Linked DNA regions of Ovis aries: region 2 is linked to region 1. The links are chromatin contacts, called in public Hi-C maps. All regions are on one chromosome and are shown on one strand. The core of a region is the stretch at or near the end of the contact, and the rest is flanking DNA. Distances in the headings are between cores, read along the strand shown. Region 1 holds the start of NT5C3A (5'-nucleotidase, cytosolic IIIA). Region 2 holds the start of AVL9 (AVL9 cell migration associated).

Region 1 (6,416 bases), core at 1,413-3,912:
ACCTGTGCAGACTGACACTGCTGACTCTGCCCCTTTTTGGTAACGTGTTCTCTTTTCCCACATCTGAGATCTCTGTTTTCTTCACTGAACACCCGTTATTTGTCAGTATTCTCAAGGTTTCTCTTTTCATCCTCCTGCAAAGTTATGGATAAGAAATCATAACCATTTTCACTACTACTGCCAAGAAGTTAGACATTTCAGAAAGTACTGGTGCTAATCCCAATCTATCTTCTCAACTCCAGCACTACATTTTCAGTTGTTGTTGCTGATAATAGCAACAGGTAAAATATATACTGTATATTACTATGGGCCACTATATGGCAATAATTGCTTTTCAAAGCTCTTTACTTAATGTAACTAATTTACGGACATTTCTACTTGGCTAAACAGGACAAAGTGAATTTGCTCCACATCATCCTTGTCTGCTCTCTCTCTCCCCTTTTTGATCTTGGCTAATAATGTAGCCGTTATTACCATTTAGTGTGCAATCCCCACAATGTGATTAATCTCTTTAATGATCCTAAATAATGATAAGCTCCCAAATGATAGCAATTATGCCCACTGTTACTGCATGTAACTTCATAACTACCCCACGAAGTAGGTAGTATTATTATCTTCCAATTAACAGGTGAGCAGAGTCAGAGAAGTTAAAAAACTGGCCCAAGATCACATAGCTTGATAAATGAGAAAGGCTAGATTCAACGCTAGGTTTGTATGAGTTCAGAGTTTGTATTGCCAAGTCCGGTTGATTTTATCTGGAAATGTTCATCCTCTGAGCTCTCATTTTCTAGTCTAGGCTCTAATCATCTTTCACAAGGAATACTGCCAGCATCCTCCTAAATTATTTCTTTCTTTCCAAGCACTCCCCTTTCACCTTTTCCTAAGTGATTTTTATAAAATAAACTTTTGAGCATGCAATTATCCTGTCCAACTACCTTTCATGGCTCCCCACTGCCTAAAAAATAAAGGGCAAACTGTTTGGAATGGCTTTACAACATTCCTTTACAATGTTGTCTCCTTGTCCACATTCCCTATCTCTTCCTTCCAAATACATATCTGTATATTATGCTGCAGCCACAATACTACTTGTCCTTATGCCTGAATTAATATTACACATTATGTATATTTAAAGATTATGGCTTCATTGTGGATTTTGTGAAGGCATTGACTTTTTTACCTCTACTTGGTTTAGAATAGAAGTGATAGACCAATGCACAGTCCAAGTACATACAAGAAGGTATGGCAATGTGGGTTTTTTTTTTTCCTCACACATATACATTTTTGGTTTGGAACAAAAGGAAGCCACCAATGTTTTCTATGCAGGATACCTACATAAACAAAATGAAAATTTTGAGATTAACAACATTTGCTCTTATGAGTACAGAAATGGAGAAAAGACTATGCAATAATAGTCCAACACTAATTTAATCCTAGCAATAAGCAAAACTATTGGCATAAGAAACATGTGGGGAATTAACATTTTTAAAACTTTTATTTATGAAAGAATATTTTTGTATTCAGCCCAGGGCCAAGAGCAAAGATTGGGACAAATAGTTTCTGTGCTCAATTAGAACATATAGTTGAAGCTAAATATTCTCAGACATGAACCTAAAATTATATTATTTAGTACAGTGGTAAACTGTCAACTGATCTGTCAATACTAGATCCTAGAAGTTCACATGTGTAGTACATTATTGGGAGTATACACAGGATTATTCACTCCAGTAAGTACCAAAGAATGCAACTCACTGAGAAAAACTGTCTTGATGAGTGGGCTCTAAATAAAACACAAAACATCCCCAACTTTGGAGCAAATATTGCCTATAATAATGCACCTCAAATGGAATTCTTCAAATACTGTCTTACAATAAAATTGGAAATAAATTTCTAAAACGTTATGTAAGAGGTTTGGTGGGGGGAAAAATAAACACAAAGATACTTCCCAGCAGTTTGAGACAGGAAGGAGTAACATTTCAAATACAAAATAAACTATTCTGAACTCCAACTGGGTTAAGTGTCATTTCTTTAACCACTGACAAGTTACATCTTGTCATAACAGAGCTCAACCTAGCCATGATGCAGAAACCACCATCAGAATTGGATTGTTGCAACGGTTTGACCCGGGATGCCAGGAGGAGGGCGAAACATCCCCAGGAAGTTCCATTTCTTGAAAAAGCGGGTGTTGCTGCGGGAGGTAGTTTTTTTCCGAATTACCTATTTGCTGCCTTTTTGTTTCAAATAGAGATATAACTAAGCCCACGGGAAGCCGAGAGCTGCTGTCAAGGGTCCAGACCAGGACATCGGGCCCGCGGGGTCGCCCCAGGCGGGACGAACGGGTCCCCAGTGCGGCCCCAGCATTCCAGCAGCGGTCGGCGCGGGAAGGCGAGGCCGGACGGGCCACCCCGACCCCTCACGCGCCCCGGCACGACGAGCCCCCACACTCACCATTTCGATGATCTTGGTCTTCCGGCCTGTTTTTCTCTTCAAGGTGAATATGTACTGGGCCAGCACCACCCCCGCCACCAGGGCGCACACGCTGGCGCTCGCTACCGCGCCCACCCTCGCCACCGCCGCTCGATCCATGGACCTGGCCTCCTTCGCCTCGCGGTTCGAGAAGAGGTCGCTGGATGGCCACCGGCCTCAGAAACGCCGGCCGGTGGACAAGCCCGGACGCCCCGCCCCTCCTGCGCGAGCCCCGCCCCCAGGGAGGTCCCACCCACGAGGGCCTGGCGGCGGGAAGCTGGAGAGAGCAGCAGGAGCTCGCCTGCACCGGAAGCCAAGGTGGGGAAGAGGGTCTTCTCAGAACCTGGGTCCGAGGAACTGCTCAAGGACAGAAAAGGGGAACTGAACTAAATTTCTCTCTTTGCTAATGAGGACCAGGCAGTGGTTCATTCCAGCCCCGCCCGCTAGAAATCTGATGCCAACCATCACTCAGAAATAATCCTCGGCCTTCCACACTCCTCTGATACTCAGGACTACAACCCCCAGAAGGCATCTGGGGCGTTGCTATCTGACTTGCGCAGTAGGTTGGCTGTAAAGTGCTATGACAAGCTGCAGGGTGCAGCAAAAGAAACAAGGGAATAAAAGGCGATCTACAGAATATGAGAAAATACTTGCAAACCGTTTAACTGACAAAGGGTTAATATCTAGTTTGTGTTAAAAATGTCAACAACAACAAAAACCCATTAAAAAATAGGCAAAAGACTTGAATAGACAATTGGTAAAGAAGCTTATAAAGCTTATCAATATCATTAATCATCAGGAAAATAAAAATACAAACCACAATGAGATATCACTTCACACAAGTTAGGACAGCCGCTGTCAAGAAGACCAGAAAATTAAGAATGTTGGTGAGGATGTGAAGAATTGGAACCCTGGTGCACTGTTGGTGGAAATGTAAATTTGTGCAGCCACTGTGGGAAAAGGGTGGAAGTTCCTCAAGAAATTAAAAATAGAATTACCATATGATCCAGCAATCCTGTGTCAGGGTATATATCCAAAAGAATCGAAAGTAGACACTGGTAGAAATTTTAGCCCTCCCATGTTCACTGCAGCACTATTCATAATAGCCAAGATGTGGAAGCAACCAAAATGTCCATCAAAAGATGAACTGATAAGAAAATGTGGAAATACATCAAATGTAATACTATTCAACCTTTAAATAGAGGTGAATTCTGCAGGATTTGACAACACGAATGAATCTTGAAGACCTCGTATACGTGAAATAAGCCAGTCATAAAAAAGACAAGTGCGGCATTATTCTACTTAAATGAGTAGTCAGACTCTAAGAAACAGAAAGTAAAATAGTGGTCGTGGGGCCTGAGGAAGAGGAAATGATGGGGTCGTACAACTGAGTATTGAGTTGTTTCAGTTTTGCAAGATGAAAAATTCCAGAGATCTGTTGCAGAGTTGTGTGCCTACAGTTAGCAGTACTGTACTATACATTTAAAAATTATGTTGGTAAATTTTATGTTATATGTTTTATACCACGCACATAAAATGTTGCTATGGCAACAGAGCAGAGAAGACTTGAAGTTAGGCTGGAGCAAGTAGGTGTTTCTTCCTTTTCTGCTGCATTCCAATCAATCATCGCCTCTTCCATCATTTTCCTTTCTGAGTAGCATGACTTGTTCTCACCTGCCTGGTCTCTTTCAAGGACTCTTTCGGCAGTTTCCCCTGCTTGTCTCTGGGGATGACAGGAAGGGGATGCAGGGGAGCTACTTGGGGGAATCATACCAACTCTGTGGAGCTGGTGGTGCTACTCGGTGAGGCTGTCTCTTTGCCCAGGACATGAAAAAAGTTGGAACAGGAGAACAAGAGGGAGCAGTAAGGGTTGGTTTTCTCTGCACCCTCCACTCTTGCTCTAGTCGTCCCAGCCCTGGGACCCTGGCAGTTCTGCTTGAAGGGAAATTTGCGGAAAGGGAGTTCTTAGAAAGGTGGGATAGAGCTTATCCCAGCAGGCATCTGGTGAGAAAACAAGTCTGGAATTAACCACTGGGTGCCTGAATGCCTTTTGTAGAACTGGGAAACACATGTTGGCTACTATCAGTTCACATGTTTGATTTCTCTGTTGTTGTTTTTAACTCTTTAAGTATGTAAGTGTGTTTTTCTGTAAATTATTGTCCATGATGATATATGATGTTACTTGGGATGGTAAGAATACATGAAGGAATTTGATGTAAATTTATGAATTTTTGCTATGCACAATGTTACACTCTGCTCTGATAGGATAATTGGTATAGTCTTGGCTTGAAGTAGTTAAGTAGTATTCTTGTGAGGAAGAACTATTTGGTGGATGTAGCTTTAAGATCTTCGCCCACTAACGCTGTTAAAAATTAAAACAATGCAAGTTCAGTTCAGTTTAGTTCATTTCTGTCGCTCAGTCGTGTCCGACTCTTTGCGACCCCATGAATCGCAGCACGCCAGGCGTCCCTGTCCATCACCATCTCCCAGAGTTCACTCAGACTCAGGTCCATCGAGTCCGTGATGCCATCCAGCCATCTCATCCTCTGTCGTCCCCTTCTCCTCCTGCTCCCAATCCCTCCCAACATCAGAGTCTTTTCCAATGAGTCAATTCTTCTAATGAGGTGGCCAAAGTACTGGAGTTTCAGTTTTAGCATCATTCCCTCCAAAGAAATCCCAGGGGTGATCTCCTTGCAGTCCAAAGGACTCTCAAGAGTCTTCTCCAACACCACAGTTCAAAAGCATCAATTCTTTGGCACTCAACCTTCTTCACAGTCCAACTCTCACATCCATACATGACCACTGGAAAAACCATAGCCTTGACTAGATGGACCTTAGTCAGCAAAGTAATGTCTCTGCTTCTGAATATGCTATCTAGGTTGGTTATAACTTTTCTTCCAAGGAGTAAGCGTCTTTTAATTTCATGGCTGCAGTCACCATCTGCAGCGATTCTGGAGCCCCCAAAAATAAAGTCTGACACTGTTTCCCCATCTATTTCCCATGAAGTGATGGGACTGGATGCCATGATCTTTGTTTTCTAAATGTCGAGCTTTAAGCCAACTTTTCACTACTAAAAACACACCACTGAGACTTGCTCTCTCATTTCTTTGCGTATTGTTGTGCGATAGTGACAGTATGCAAGAACCTAACGAGCAGGAAGAAAGTATGCAGAAGAAAGGTTCTGTCATTAGCTGTGACTTAGGGGACTCATGTAATATCTCTGGGCTTTGCTTTCTTATCCTGCAAAAGGAAAAAACCAAATGATTTTGGACAGCTTTTAGCTATTATAGCTCTTTAATTAGAGAGTAATGGTCTTTTTCTTGCCCTGGGAGATAACTTGGCAGAGGTCCTAGGAAAAAGAAGAGGGAAGTTGTGCTATAAAGAAACAGCCACTGAGGAAATCAAGTGTTAGTTCAACCAGTGCTTCTCAGACGTTAGGGTGAATGTGAACCACCTGGGGATGTTGTTTGGAGGGAGGCCAAGATTCCACATTTCTTTTTGAAAGATATTTATTTATTTATTTGGTTGCATCAGGTCTTCGTTGTGGCACTCGGAATCTTTGTTCTTTGTTACGGTATATGGGATCTAGTTCCCCAAGCCCCTAAACCACTGGACTATCAGGGAAGTCCCGAGAGTTCATATTTCTAACAAACTCTTGGGTGTTGCTGATGCTCCTGGTCTAGACACTATACTTTGAATGGAAAGGAACTAAATGGTGATTGAGGGGCTTTAAGGGACTTTATTATGCTTAGTCACTCGGATGTGCCTGACTCTTTGTGACCATGGACAATAGCTCATCAGGCTCCTCTGTCCATGGGATTTTTCAGGCAAGAAGTACTGGAGTGAGCTGCCATTTCCTTGTCTAGGGGATCTTCCCAACCCAGGGATCAAACCCACATCTCCTGTGTTTCCTGCACTGCAGGCAGATTCTTTACCCAATGAGCCATCTGGGA
Region 2 (6,416 bases), core at 1,930-4,429, 250 kb before region 1:
AAGCAGGAAAGGCCAGGAAGGACATCATTCATTCACACAATGGCTGCAAAGCACCAATCATTCATTCATCGAACAAATACTTTAGTTGAACATTGGCATTTTGCTCAGTATAACCAGCGTAAAGAACAGAACTACAACGTCTTCTGCCCTTATAGGAGCTAAAGGATAAATGGGGGAGAAAGACAACTAGCAAGCATTATGTACAAAGCACGTGGAATTTAATATGTAAAGCAAAAAGTGCTCTTTTAACTTCAGGGATCTTAGTCAATCGTCACATCATTCTTTGGCAAGACAAAGTAATGCCAAAAAAATTTGTTTTCCTATATCTATTCTTGTTTCATTTTCACCATACCATAATGTGAATAGGAACCAAATTCAAGGTATTGTTGCTACCTGATAGAGTTTAAAATTCAAGAAAATAAGCTTTAAGTCAATATCTTGCTTTCCATTACAGAAACCAAATTAACATTCAGCACTATTGATGAAGAATAAAGGAGGTCTTATACTCTGAAAACGGAGATACAATTGTTTACACAGTAGTTAATGGGGATTGCAGGAAGAGGTGTTTTTATTCTACTGAGTTCTTTCCTGAGGCAAGACACGAAACAACGGGCCAATTCCAAATGAATTTGAAAACATATCATAGCTCTGTCTCCAGGGTTTTTCTCCTGGTTCTTACTTACGGAGCAGACATAAAATAGAACTTATAATTTATCATAACACATAATTACAAGAAGCTCTTCAATGTACTGTATGTTCAGAAAGACATTTCTAATTTTTTCCCTGGAGATAAATTTCATCATAAAATACAAGCAAATGTTTCCTTTCAAAATAATATTAAGGAAGTATTTCATTATCTCAAATCGCTATTTCCAATCTTGTTTTTTCCAACACTTTTTAAAATAAAGCAGAAATTCCTATTTTCCCTCAACGTGTCCTTATAGACAATATTTTGCTAATGAATGTATTTTATATTAATAGAACTCATTAAAAACTAATGTAAAAGTTGTTAAATTGTTAAATGGACCAGTCTGTATAATTAGAGATGGAAAAAATTTTAGAAATTCCCTTGCTTACTTTCTCTCCCAATTTTCCCTGTGACATATCTTCTTTGTTTAGGCCATTATTTTAAATGACATATTTTTAAAACATTTAAGCAAATAATGGTTATGAATAAATAATTTCATCTTAGTTGGAGACCCTAGCATGCAAAATGTAACAGATTTGAGGGAGTATGGCTGTGCTGGGCCTTATCTGTGGCACTTGAGATCTTTAGATGTGCCATACAAACTCAACTGTGGCATGTAGGATCTAGTTCCCTGACCAGGGATCAAACCCAGGCCCTCTGCATTGAGCCACTGGACCACCAGGAAAGTTCTGATACAGACTTTATACTGCTATCACTGGGGTCTCCTGCACAATGAAGTAAACAGTTGGCATTCACTACAGATACAGAGTTCTAAGATGCCCTGACTTTTCTTTTTTTAAAAAAAATGTTCAATTTCACTTCAATTTTAGCTAGGCTAATTGTGGAAAATGTCAAAGCAGATGGAAGAAAACAGTAACATATTCTGTATACAGGGAATGTTATAGTTTCACACACAGTTCTGAGTCAGTACCAAAAATTTTGTAATACAGAAAAGAAATAGTAGCAACAACTTGGTTTTTCGACAGTATTATTAAGCATTAAAACAATTCTACTGAATCACAGAAAGTATGTTCTATTAATAAGAAGAAAATGGAAGTTAAAGTCACTCAGTCCTGTCCAACTCTTTGGAGACCTCACCAACTTTAATAGTCTTCAAGGCTCCTCTATCCATGGAATTCTCCAGACAAAAATACTGGAGTGGGTAGCCATTCCCTTCGCCAATGTATGGTCCCTACCCAGGGATTGAACCCAGGTCTTCTGCATTGCAGGCAGATTATCTACCATCTGAGCCGCCATTATACAGTTTTTCCCAGCCATACTTAGATTAGAATGCAGTTCCTTAAATTTTAAGGCCAGAGTGGAAAACATTAACTATTAAGGTTGTCTAAACTAAGAGATGGGCAACTTGTAATGATAAACTTCACAACTAGTTATTGCAATGATTGTGAACGCTATTTGAAGCAGGCACCTACCCTCAAACTGCCCTGGACAAGACTTGTTAAATCTGCTAGTATTTCCACTATTCACTTTAAATTGACATAAAATGAGATAGTTTCTTTTTTAATTCAACTAGAACAATCAGTAAGGAAATAAAAACCTCTGACGATAACTGACTGCATGTATTTTGTACTGATCAGAGTAGTAAACCCAGAAAGATAGAATGAAAAAAAATTTTTTTCTTAATAGCAGGACTAAATTGGCCTTTCCTGGTGGCTCAGACAGTTAAGAATCTGCCTGCAATGCAGGAGACCTGGGTTCAATCCCTGGGTCGGGAAGATCACCAGGAGAAGGGAACGGCTACCCACTCGAGTATTCTTGCCTGGATAATTTCACGGACAGAGGAGCCTGGTGGGCTACAGTCTATGGGGTCGCAAAGAGTCTGACACGACTGAGCAACCAACACTTTCACAACAAAGTAAAAACTAAAATATCAGGACTAGAATAATCATTTTTACAGGTTTCCCTGTAAACTTACTTTATTTTCAAGGATATTCTGCATGAGGCCTTAAAACGCTTACAAACTCTTATACATAATATTTAAATAAGGAAAAAACACAGAACGAAGCAAAAGAGAAACTCTGGGTAAGCAAGTAACTTAAAGGTTGAATACACAGACGTAGAGCTGCACCGATATGTCTCCATATTATCAAAATTTAAGAATAAAGGGCAGAGACTCCAGACCAGAGAGGCGAAGGGAAGGAGGTGGAAGAATTGGATACACGGAAAATGAAGGGGAAAAAAGGTAGGAAAAAACTGACGGAAAAGATGGGTAGGGGCGGAGATTTTAAGGAGGAAGAAGCAAGGACAGAGGAGGAAGGGGGAAAAGGTCACACACAGAGGGGGTGAACTGGGGACAGGTGTGCCCAGAAGCCCCACCAGGCCCCGCCCTCGGCCCCGCCCACCCAGCGCCCCCGCCCCGCTCCCCAGGCCCCGCCCCGCCATCAGGCCCAGCCCCGTCAGGTCCCTCCCGGTCCTGCCCAGTCCCGCCTCGCCCGCGGCGGCCCCGGCATCAGGTGACAGCCCGGAAACAGCGGAAGCGGATGAGGGAAGCGCGGCCGCGGCCCGGGGGGGCGGTGCAGAGCTGCAGGATCGTCGGCCTCCTCCCGGCCCCTTGCGCGGCTCTCATGCGGCTCCCTCGCTGACACCTGAAATCCACCTCTCGCCGTCCTCCTGGGGATCGCGGGGTCGCCGAGCTTGCCGCCCTCGGCGGTTGAAGTCATCGTTGTGCGGGCCCGCGGCGTTCGTCCATGGAGATCAGGCGGGGCGGCGATGGCCCCCCACGGGGGCCCGTCCTGCACATCGTGGTGGTCGGCTTTCATCACAAGAAGGGCTGCCAGGTGAGGAAGGAGCCTGTGCCCGCCCCCGACCGTTCTGGCGTTCGCGCGCTGCCGACACCCACGCCGTTCCGCTCGGCTCAGACCACCCTCCAGTGCCCTCGGCCCTCCGCCCCTGAACTTGACTCCTCTCTCCTGATCCTCGCACTCACCCTACCTGAAGCCCACCCCACACGCTCCCTGTTTTTCCCTCCCCCTGAAAATTGTATCTTGAGCAGCGGAGGAGCTATGTGTCGGTATGTTGGGGTAGGTAGATATTTAGGTTCTTCCGTGGAGTCACAGGAAGGTAATCGATGGTCGGCCCACTCTTCCTCATCCATCTCTGTCTGCGTTGACTTTCTGGTTGTCTGCTTTTAGTGGGATTCCCTTAGAAAAAAAATCAGCACTTGGGCTGCGTTTTGAAGGTAATGAGCTCTGGGCTTCCACACGAGTACCTTAGGATGGTCGAAGCACAGGCGGCACTGTGGGAAAATCAACTTCCTTTGTTTATCTGTGAAAGCCCTGGAACCCCTGATGGGCTGATGTACTGACTCCGCCCCCCTTCCCATTCGGCCTTCGAGTTCCTATTTAGTCTTGTCCAGATCTTGCCTTTTGATGAGAGATAGACTCTCCAGCTCAGTTGCAGTGAGGGGAAGTGTTATTTACTGAGCAAAGAAACTTGGAAATACTGTCATTTTTAAGCTTCTTCACTGAAATGGTGAACGGGAACAATAGGACATCTGCAATCTATGTATCGAAGGCAGGGGAACAAAGGTAAAGGATATTTAATGAGCGCAGACATTGGAAGGCAGTGATGTCATAATGTGCTATGAACAGTAAATTGAAATGCTTAAAGTATTAAAAATGCTGATTGCTACCGCTAGGTAATATAGCATTTCAAAGAAAATGTAATATTTTAGAAGACTGATAGGCAAAATTTCAGTTCATTAGAGGATAATGACAGAAAAGTGATGGAGTGAAAGTAGTTGTGTATGTGTGTGTTTTAAAGACAGCTTCACTTAAAAATATATTCCTTGTCCCTCAAGTAAAAATGGCGTAGAAAGTTACCAAGGAGGACGTGACATTTTTCAGGGTAGTATTAGAAAATTCCGAGCAACAGCAGTGGAATGTATATGTTTTTTTAAATGTAGCCTTATATTTGGAGGTAAGAAAATAAATATTTGAGATAACTGTACTATGGCACGTGAGTAGTGCCTTTGTGCTCAGTCGTGTCTGACTCTTTTGATCCCATGGACTGTAGCCCTGCCAGGCTTCTCTGTCCAGGGGATTCTCTAGGCAAGAATAACTGGAGTGGGTTGCCATTTCCTACCCAGGGCATCTTCCCCAGCCAGGGGTAGAATCCGCCTTTCCTGCATGGCAGGCAAGTTCTTTACCACTGGGCTACCTAGGAAGCCTGTAAGCAGTGTTCATCATCCTTAGACTTTTAATATTTTAAAACTTCATCTAGTTGTATGACAACTAACATCAAAGAGATGAAGTTTTAAAGTATTAAAAATCTAAGGATGATGATCACCGCTTACCTCAGATATGGGTGAAGCAACTGAAACTTAGAGGAAGTAGCTGATCTTGCCAAGGTTATGCTGGAGTCAGACTTAGAATTGCCTTGGCGCCCTGTGTGTTCATTCAGCTGAGCCACGTGGCATGTAGGAGTCTTCTATGAAAAAGTAAGGGGTGGGTCCCGTTCACAAACAAACGAAATTTTTAATGACAAAAAAGAAGGAAATATTGGCAGGGAATAGAATAAACTCTTTTAATCATTGCTGTCATCTAAAGTCAAGATTAATTATTATGTGTTCTTCCTGTTTTATTGGTAGAAGTAATATAATTTATGTTTCCAGTAAGGAAAAATGATTTATCGTATGAAAAATATATACTAATTAGGGATTGCTGCTGCTGCTAAGTCGCTTCAGTCGTGTCCGACTCTGTGTGACCCCATCCCTAGGATTCTCTAGGCAAGAACACTGGAGTGGGTTGCCATTTCCTTCTCCAATGCATGAAAGTGGAAAGTGAAAGTGAAGTCGCGCAACTCTTAGCGACCCCATGGACTGCAGCCTACCAGGCTCCTCCGTCCATGGGATTTTCCAGGCAAGAGTACTAGAGTGGCGTGCCATTGCCTTCTCCGTGCCTCCTCCTAGTGGCTGCTAAATAGCTACTCCACTCAGCAGAGCAAATTAATAAAAAGGCTCTCACACTGAGTTGGTTGATAAAACTGACAGGTCAATGCAGTCAAAAAGAATTAAACTTTTGCTGGAGACATAATTTGTATAAATTTATGGAAGTTCATCCAGCTGGAATAGGATGTTCAGTTGATGTATAATAGTATAGGAAAAGATGGTAAAATAGTTTGTTCAACTACATTTCTAATTTTTGGTTGCCCTACTTTCCTCCCGTTTTTGTCTTAGTTTTTATAAAATATCAAGAAAGTGTTCTAAAAATCCCAATATAAGTCATACTGGCTCTTCCAGGTGGCGCAGTGGTAAGAATCTGCCTGCCAATGCAGGAGACACAAGAGATGAGGGTTCAATCCCTGGGTTGGTAGGAAATGATAGCCCACTCCAGTATTCTTGCCTGGGAAATTCCATAGACAAAGGAGCCTGATGGGCTACAGCCATGGGGTCACAAAGAGTCAGACATGACTGAACACATAGGCAAAACATACGTTGTATTAGTTCTTAAACGATGTTCTTCACTTTTGCAAATGATTCTAGAAGACCTACAACTCTGCTTTCTTAAACAAATTTTTATTGGAGTATAGTTGATTTACAATGTTGTGTTAGTTTCTGATGTACAGCGAGTGAATCAGTTGCACATAAATCCCACTATTTTTTTTAGATTCTTTCCCATATAGATCATTACAGAGTGTTGAGGAGAGTTCCCTGTGCTATAAATAGGTCCTTATTATCTATTTTTATATAGTAGTGTGTATATGTTGG

What was found. A called contact is a pair of places that touch in the nucleus more often than the background predicts.
Region 2: a contact with region 1 is called in a Hi-C map of liver, with 3 times the contacts expected there. The contact joins the promoter of AVL9 here to the promoter of NT5C3A in region 1. A contact is called at or near these places in 2 of 16 Hi-C or Micro-C datasets (liver and muscle).

What each region holds. Positions count from the first base shown.
Region 1 is chr4:65,326,750-65,333,165 of ARS-UI_Ramb_v3.0, reverse strand. NT5C3A (5'-nucleotidase, cytosolic IIIA) reads right to left here and starts at 2,662. Exons shown (of 10, transcript XM_004007914.6): 1 at 2,446-2,662.
Region 2 is chr4:65,573,094-65,579,509 of ARS-UI_Ramb_v3.0, reverse strand. It overlaps AVL9 (AVL9 cell migration associated), which reads left to right and starts at 3,179. Exons shown (of 15, transcript XM_042249213.1): 1 at 3,179-3,486. The coding sequence starts at 3,397.